Regions from separate parts of the Sus scrofa genome. Here region 1 is linked to region 2. Evidence: chromatin contacts called from public HiChIP or PLAC-seq data. All regions are on one chromosome and are shown on one strand. The core of a region is the stretch at or near the end of the contact, and the rest is flanking DNA. Distances in the headings are between cores, read along the strand shown. Region 1 holds the start of DHRS11 (dehydrogenase/reductase 11). Region 2 holds the start of GGNBP2 (gametogenetin-binding protein 2).

Region 1 (4,200 bases), core at 149-2,648, 40 kb after region 2:
TGAGCAAGGGTCTCCCACCACCCTTGGCTCTGAGCCCGATCCCCTCTCCACGTTCTGTTGCAGTTAGAGATCCCTAAATTAAGCAAGGGTTGGTTTTGTTTTGCTTCGGTCTTTGTGCTTACAACCAAACACAGGAGTGCTTGTTGAATGAATAAACCAGCCACGATGACTGCTTATTCAGCAGAGAAGTTTTCTCTTTGGAAGGATGGCTATATGAAGAATGCAGAAGTGAGGCAGTTTTCAGTGCTTTGATGGAATATCCTTAGCGGTTCTACTTTGAACAGAACCAACAACTTAAGAGACAAAAGGGAAAACTGAGTAAAGGCAGTTTAGAAGCACACCCCCTGGCCTGATACTGGTCTGGTTGCTGTCCAAGCTAGGTTTCAACTCTGACTCGGTAGTTATTTTGCAAAATGAAGAGGTTAATAGGTACTATCTCATGTGGTTTTGTGCATATTAATATATTTAAAGTGCTTAAAAGTGCCTGTCACACGGTAAGCTCTGAATAAATGTTAGCTATCGCTTTAATCTTTGCTACACTTGGAGATGTATTTGCTCCACTGGGAGTGGGAGGGCTTAGGGAAGTTGGAGACTGGGCTCTTAGGGATACAGTTCCCTCAGTACATGTGTACTTGGGGGTGTTTCCTTTTTTTTTTTTTAATTTTATTATTTTTTAGTTATCTCCCCAATATAATTTTTTTTTCTACTGTACAGCATGGTGACCCAGTTACACATACATGTATACATTCTATTTTCGCACATTATCATACTCCCTCATAAGTGACTGGACATAGTTCCCAGTGCTACACAGCAGGATCTCATTGCTAATCCATTGTGTTTGCATTTTTCAGCAAGTTTTCCTTGTTTAGTAAGGGCCGAGGGATCAGATAGGGTTGGAAGTCTCTCCCAAGGTCACTCAGCGTTGATAGGTGAGATACAGCCTTTTCTGGGCTAAATCCTTCCTATTAGCCACCGGCTGGTTTAGGTGGGTGTTGGAGTCATTTTATTTGCCCTTAATTTCTCTTCTTGGTTTTAGAGGTCAGGAACTGGGAAAACAGAGCAGGAAGCAAGAGTACGTGCGTTCTAGGGCCTGGTGCAATCCTCGGTAAACCTCATCACCCTACCGCAAAGGGTGAGAGAGGTCACCAGACTAGCCGGACTGCAAATTTCCACGCCCCTCAGGCCAGGCCCCGCCCCGCCTGCGGGAAGCGGTTTCCTGGAAGGGGCGGGGCAGGAAGGGGCGGGGCTGCGCCCGCGCGGCTGGTTCAGGGGTGGGGCGGCCAGGCGGCGGTCGTTCTACGGGCGGGATGTGGCCGATTGCCGAGGGTCGGAGGGTGGAGCCGGGGGCGGAGGCCAGTGGGAGTGGCAGCAGCTCCCGGCGGAGCTACGACGGGACCAGGCTGGCGGCGGGTTCCGCGTTGGTGACCAGAGAGCGGCCGGGCCCCAGTGACGTGGGGCGGAGCTCCGCGATCCAAGTGCCCAGCTCCCCGAGCGAGGTGGGAGGGCGGCTCGGGACCCTGACCTGGGCTGGCATGGAGCGGTGGCGTGGCCGACTGGCACTGGTGACAGGAGCCTCGGGGGGCATCGGCGCGGCCGTGGCCCGGGCCCTGGTCCAGCACGGACTGAAGGTGGTGGGTTGTGCCCGCACCGTGGGCAACATCGAGGTAAGCCCCAGATGGGGAGCGAGTCGCCCTCTGGGCCCAGCGTCTTTTCCGCTGGGCCAGGGTCCAGGTCGGGGGTGGGGAGTGGCCGGAGCTAGACTGTCATGCTGCCTTCACTTGCCGGCCACCTCAGGGCCACTTGCAGCGGGCTCAGAAGCTGGCGAAATGGATGATGCCTAATAGGGGAGGCTTTTTGGATCTCTCGCGGCAGGACTCCATCTTCGCTTTTTAAAGTCCCCTCTTTTAAGGAACCTTTTCTCCTGACAGCCTCTACTCGGTATAACAAATCTCTGACTCCCTGCCATCTTTTTCCTTCTCCTCTACCTGCCTGCGGAGGTTGGCTGAAGAAAGAAACCAGAGGTCAGAGGCTAGCTAGGCAGCCAGGGAGAAGCAAAGAAAGCTTTCTGGCCTTAGTGGCTAAGTTGGCTCCTGGATTGCTTCCTCTGCGCTTCAGATCTAGTCCACAAAGCCAAGCCAGGTGGCTAGCCAGCCAGATGAGCAGAAGTTAGAGGTTTTTTTGATCTTATTCATTTTTCACCTAGGACTGAGGAAGGAGTGGAGCTTTTCTGAAGAGGCTCAGCCCCCTGCCCCTTCCCCCCCTCCCCCAAATGTGAAGGTTAACCCCTACCCAATGCACATTAGGAATGAATGGGATATCCTTAGGTAGACCCTTCTTCAATTTCACTGTCCTAGATAGGACTGAATAGGTGAAATAGGGCACTGAACATGTGAGTTCAGAGGGGATAAAGCAATGTGGAACTGAAACTTGTGGTTTTCCTCTTAACACGGGTTGGGAGCCCCAAGAGTTGTGAGCAATAAGAGTTCAGACCAAAATGAAACAAAGCAGAGAAGAAGAAGGCGAGAAATCTCCATCGGAGGATCACTTTGGATTTGCCCTTGGCAAGACCTCCTCTCAGGGTGTGGGCTGGGGCTTAGCTTCATCGCCACCTTTGCTCAAAGTCCCTGGGCAGGGAGAGGCCTGGGTGGGGGGAGAGTGGGAAGGTGTACAGGAAGGAGGACTGTCCCCTCCCCTGCTGCTGACCAAAGGTACACTTTATAGCCTCCTAGATAGTCCCAAGGTCACCTGGCTGTGCCCCACTCTGCCCCTCCCTTTCTCCTATTCTGAGGTGCTCAGGGCCCAGCTCCCCATTTAGAGGATCAGGCCAGGGATTAGACCCCTGGCTTCCCTAATGCTTAAGCCACTCTTGCCTTCTCTTCCTGCTCCCCTATCCCACACTAGCCGGGAAAGGGGTCCCTGAGCCCAAGATGATCCCCAGGCCGATCACTCAGCCCCAGGATGACTCCTTTAATGAGGGGAGAAAGCCTCTGCTGTGAGGGGACTGACTTGATTTCAGGTCATTTTTGAGGAGAGAGGGTGGACAGGTGGGGACACTGCCATGAGAAGGCAGTGACAGGGAGAAGTGTACTCTCAGTCCCTCCATTCTGGCTCTCCTGCAGGGCTTTGAATCTGGAGGAGGAAGGGAGACATTGCATGCCAGGGGAGGGAAGAATTCCAGGCTTCCTCGCCCACAGCCTGCTTTTTTCTTAATTGGTTGAATCATTCATTCATTGATTTCCTGAGATGGTCATGAGTCGGTGAAATCCAGTGAAGGGGGCCTTCTGAGTCCCAGAGGACCCCCTCTTAAACTCTTGGAAAATTAAAGCAGAGAATTTCCTGGGTCACCTAATCCAGCTTGGTTTGGGGGGAAGGAAGGAGTTCCAGGGCAGCTGGCCAGGCTGGCCTTCCCCTAGGGGCACCCTGCACCCGCCAGCCCCCTCCCTCGCACACATGTACAAAGGGACCTTCGCGAGGCTCAGGTGCCCAGTCACTGGCCTCCAAGGCTACCACGTAGTTTGTTCCTGCTTCTAAATAGCAGCCTCCCTCAAGCCCTCTCCCAGGAGCCCTGTTTTCTCAGATCTCTCTCTGGGATCCTCAGTGTCTTGAGGGCCCTGGTAATGCACATGGGCTGCCCAGTGTCTCCTGCCACCTGACTTGGCTCATGGTCTCCAGAGAGACTTTGGGCCGGAAAATGGTGCATCATGGGTCAGAGAGAAAGACTCTGTCCCAACTTCCTGACCCTTTCTATGGTGGGGCAACGGGAGATTGGCAGGTGTGCTCCACTGAAAAGCAGGTGTGAGGCCCTTGAGCCAACTGGTGGCAATTTGTGAAGGGAGTGCGATAGTCTAGGTCAAAACCCTTCTGGGAGAGATAGGATGGGGTGATGGGAGAGAAGAGGATTGAGGCCATGATGTAACCAGCTCAGTGACTCAGCACTGGTGGAAGAAGCTTGGGGTGGGGTGAGGCTTGCGTCTCACCTAAGCTCAGAGGTGGGGTTCTTGTTGGGAGAGAGTCAGAGAAGAGAGATCACTCCATTCCCGGGACCCCTGGGCCCCTTCCCTGACCCACGCGGAGCCCCAGCCCTTCTTCCTTCTTAGAACTGAAGACTTTGACCAAAGAGGACAAGCTTTGGGGATGGGCAGTCCCCACATCTTGGTAGCCACAAGGTGGCCGCCAAAGCCAGGAGTTCTATGAGCGGTG
Region 2 (3,857 bases), core at 1,341-3,840:
GTGTCTGCAATCTAAACTACAGCTCTCAGCAATGCAGGATCCTTAACCCACTGAGCAAGGCCAGGGATCAAATCCGCAACCTCATGGTTCCTAGTGAGATTCATTAACCACTGAGCCAGGACAGGAACACCAACACTTTTTTAAACTTAGATCTAAATCCTCAAGATGAATATCCCTTCTTTGCTAGTACCCAGTGTGTACTCAGCAATTAAGATGATTCAAATTAGCAACTTGACCCAGCAATCCCACTCTTGGGCATATATCCAGACAAAAATTACATTGAAAAAGATACATGCACCCATATGTTCATCACAGCATTATTCTCAATAGCTAAGATATGGAAACAACCTAAATGCACATCGACAGATGAATGGATTAGAAAGATGTGGTACATATATACAATGGAATACTACTCAGCCATAAAAAGGACAAAATAATGCCATTTGCAGCACCATGGATGGAACTAAACTCTCATACTTAGTGAAGTCAGAAAAAGAAAGACACCATGTGATATCACACATGAGGAGCCTCAAATATGGCACAAATGATCTATTGACAAAACTGAAAAGATCATGGACATGTAGTACAGACTTAAGTTTGTTGAGGGGGGAGGGGAAGGGATTGGGATGGATTGGGAGTCTGGGGTTAGTGGACAAAAACTCTTGCATTTGGAGTGGACGAGCAATGAGATCCTGCTGTATAGCACAGGGAACTATATATCTAATCACTTGTAATGGGACATCATGGAAGATAATGTAAGAAAGAGTGCACGACTGGGTCACTTTGCTGTACAACAGAAATTGACAGAACACTGTAAATCATAATAAAATTTTTTAATTAAAAATACAAAATTAGCACTTATATATTGAACTTTTTTTTTTTTTTGTCTTTTTGCTATTTCTTGGGCCACTCCCACGGCATATGGAGGTTCCCAGGCTAGGGGTCTAATCGGAGCTGTAGCCACCAGCCTATGCCAGAGCCACAGCAACGCAGGATCTGAGCCGCGTCTGCAACCTACACAGCTCACGGCAACGCCGGATCGTTAACCCACTGAGCAAGGCCAGGGACCGAACCCGCAACCTCATGGTTCCTAGTCGGATTCGTTAACCACTGGGCCACAACGGGAACTCCTTGAACTTGTCATTTTTAATGTCCTTTACTGACCATAATCCAAAGGAAGTTTATAAGGTATAAAGTAGGTATATTCCTTGATATAGTCTTTATAGGAGCACCTTCAGAGCTTTAAAGCACAGTATTCTTTTTTTTTTTTGTTAAGAGTGTTTTTACATAAAACAAAAGATTCTCTAAAAATGCCCAGGTTCTGGCTATGTAGTCTAATCTGTCAGAACCTACATGCACATCCTGTCTGCATATCCTGAATTTAAGCGAAGGATCACACACTGTTGTGCTCTCCATTAGAGCCAAAGACATAAATACTTACTGGATAATCATACCTTTGGGACTGAACAATGGTTCTTCCAGTTTATTATGTCACCTACCCTAATAGTGACCACACAATGTCATAAGTCAACATAGCTAAGGATGCACTGTGGGGTTTTTTGTTGTGAATGTCTAAGATTTCACGTGATAACCAAAATACTTTTTAAAGGTCAGTATCACAGCTCTAGCCTATTCTAACAGGAGATACAGATGTCACCAGAATTAGTTAGTTGCAAATGGACTGATCCTTAAAATCGTCAAAGCTTTCATAGGCTAAATACTTTCCAACAATTTTGGTTTTACAAACAGGTCTTCAAAGCCTTAAAGGTAGGAACTGAGTACATGGTGGAATGATGTATACATGACTTTGTCCTGACAGCAGCTCTCCTTCTCAGAAGAGGGTCAGAGGGAAAGGCCTTTGGCCAGTACCAGTACTTTGCCCAAGGGAACCGGTGTCCTGACTGAGTCTTTAAGTTAATATTAACCCAGCTCAAGAAGTTTCTCTGCCCGGGACGTATACACAAGCCATAGTCTTCTATTCGCCTCCATTGTTATCAACAACAAAAAACTGTCAGCACTTAAATATTTTTGCCCCCCCCCTCCCTCCGGCGATATCTGGACTCAAGTCTGGGAAGCAGCGACGCGGCTGGCTCCTGGTGAATCGGGGGTCACGGAAAGCGGCGTCAAGGACTTAGAAACCAGCCCAGAATTTGTCTCTTAGCCCCCGGATGCTCGTCTCCCCTTCCCGCACTCCCGTCTTCTGCTCTCAGTGCCCTGGAAAGTCTCAGCTCCTCTCCACTTACCCAAGTCCTCACTGGGCCCCGACCCTCGGGTCGGCCCTGAGTCATCTCGGCTCCGCTCCCTTCGCCCCTCGGCTCTCGGGAGAGCGGTTCCTAGGCCCGCGCAGTGGGGGACCTACTCACTCCTCCTAGCAGCCCTATTTCGGATTTATGTGAGTAGCTAGACGAGGAGGAGGGTGCAGGTCACGCATCGGAGACACCCCCCAGGGGAACACCCCACCCCCTCCATCAGGGTTTCGAAAGAGGGGACCAAAGAGCAGCCTTCTGGAGTCTCGGAGTCTCGCGAGAGGAGGCGGGGCCCCCGCCCGGCGCTCTCGGCCCCTCCCTGCCCCACCCTCCCCAAGTCCCCCGCCCTCCCTCCCCCACTACCCGTGGCGCGAGCGGCTGACTGAGCCTGGAGAGGAAACGGCATTCGGAGCCGCGCTCCCGCCCAGGCCGGCCCTGACGCGGGCCTCGTCAGCCGGTAACGGGGAGCCGAGGTGGGGGTCAGGGAGGCGACCACGAAAACGGTGAAGGTCAGAACCGTGAGACCACCTCCAAGAAGTGTGAGGAAAGGGTCTGAGACTCCCACCACGGACTCCGCAGAGCTGAGGCGGGGTCGACCCCTCCCAGGGGCGGGGTCGCGCTGGGCAACTGCAGCCCAGGGGACTGACTGGGCGGGGCGCGCCCTTAAAGGGGGAGAAGGGGTCAGCTGAGGGCTCCCGGACAGTGGGCGGTGGGCAGCGGGCTGCGGGCATTGGACCGGAGGTCGGGAGTTGGGTCCTAGAACCGGGACTCCGCTGACGATCTGGGGAAGCCCCGGGGCCGGCAGGTCCCTTCCGCCTCTCCTTTGGACCCAGACTGGAGGCCGGCGGTGTGGGGGGTGGGGAGGGACAGCGGCGCGAGGGGGCGGGTCCCAGCGCTGCTCCGCGCTGATTGGCTGAGCGCGTGTGGAATCGGGTGATGGGAAACGCAGCCCAGCTCTCCTGTCCCCTCCTGCTCTTCTCCCTCCCCCCCGTGGCGAATGTGCTGCGCGGCGGCGGGTGCTTACGCTCGCGGGGTTTGGCTGTTGCAGGCAGGAGCAGGGAGGAGGCGGCAGCGGCAGCGGCAGGAGCGGCGGCGGCGGCAGCAGCAGCTGGGAGGAGGTGGTGACGGTGGCAACGGCAGCGTCGGGGACGATGGCGCGACTGGTGGCAGTGTGCAGGGACGGGGAGGAGGAGTTCCCCTTCGAGAGAAGGCAGATTCCCCTCTACATAGACGACACCCTCACGGTGAGCGGGCCGGGCCGGGCCGGGCTCGCCGCTCCCCTGGCAGCTGTTTCCCCTCCTCCCCCTCCCCCAGGCCGAGCGCTGCGCACTGGAGAAAGAGTGTGTTGCAACTCCTAGGCGAGGCCTTCTCTCCGGCAGGCCCCACAAACTCGCCTTTGCAGTGGGTCGTACGGTAACCTCTGCGGGCCTCCAGGCTGTAGCTCCGTACGCACTTTGGGCCCCTCTCCCCGGATCTTGCTTCTTTCGGCCTTCTTCCTTCACCTTGTCCTTTTAGGGGACGGTGCTTTTGCTAAAGCACACCCCTCGGAAGGGGGTTGAAGGATCTTGGGCGTTTAGGGCCTATCCCTTACAGAAACCACCTACCCTCGGG

Evidence for each region. HiChIP or PLAC-seq counts read pairs in DNA pulled down with a chosen protein or histone mark.
Region 1: a contact with region 2 is called in an H3K27ac HiChIP or PLAC-seq map of alveolar macrophages. The contact joins the promoter of DHRS11 here to the promoter of GGNBP2 in region 2. A contact is called at or near these places in 2 of 5 promoter capture datasets (fetal liver and liver), 14 of 47 Hi-C or Micro-C datasets (adipocytes, blood, embryonic fibroblasts and 6 more) and 2 of 2 datasets of contacts at active chromatin or transcription factors (alveolar macrophages and skeletal muscle).

Annotation. Positions count from the first base shown.
Region 1 is chr12:38,112,619-38,116,818 of Sscrofa11.1, forward strand. It overlaps DHRS11 (dehydrogenase/reductase 11), which reads left to right and starts at 1,399. Exons shown (of 7, transcript NM_001244532.1): 1 at 1,399-1,664. The coding sequence starts at 1,533.
Region 2 is chr12:38,071,443-38,075,299 of Sscrofa11.1, forward strand. GGNBP2 (gametogenetin-binding protein 2) reads left to right here and starts at 2,591. Exons shown (of 13, transcript XM_005669028.3): 1 at 2,591-3,490. The coding sequence starts at 3,398. MYO19 (unconventional myosin-XIX) reads right to left here and starts at 2,526. Exons shown (of 26, transcript XM_021067311.1): 1 at 2,244-2,526.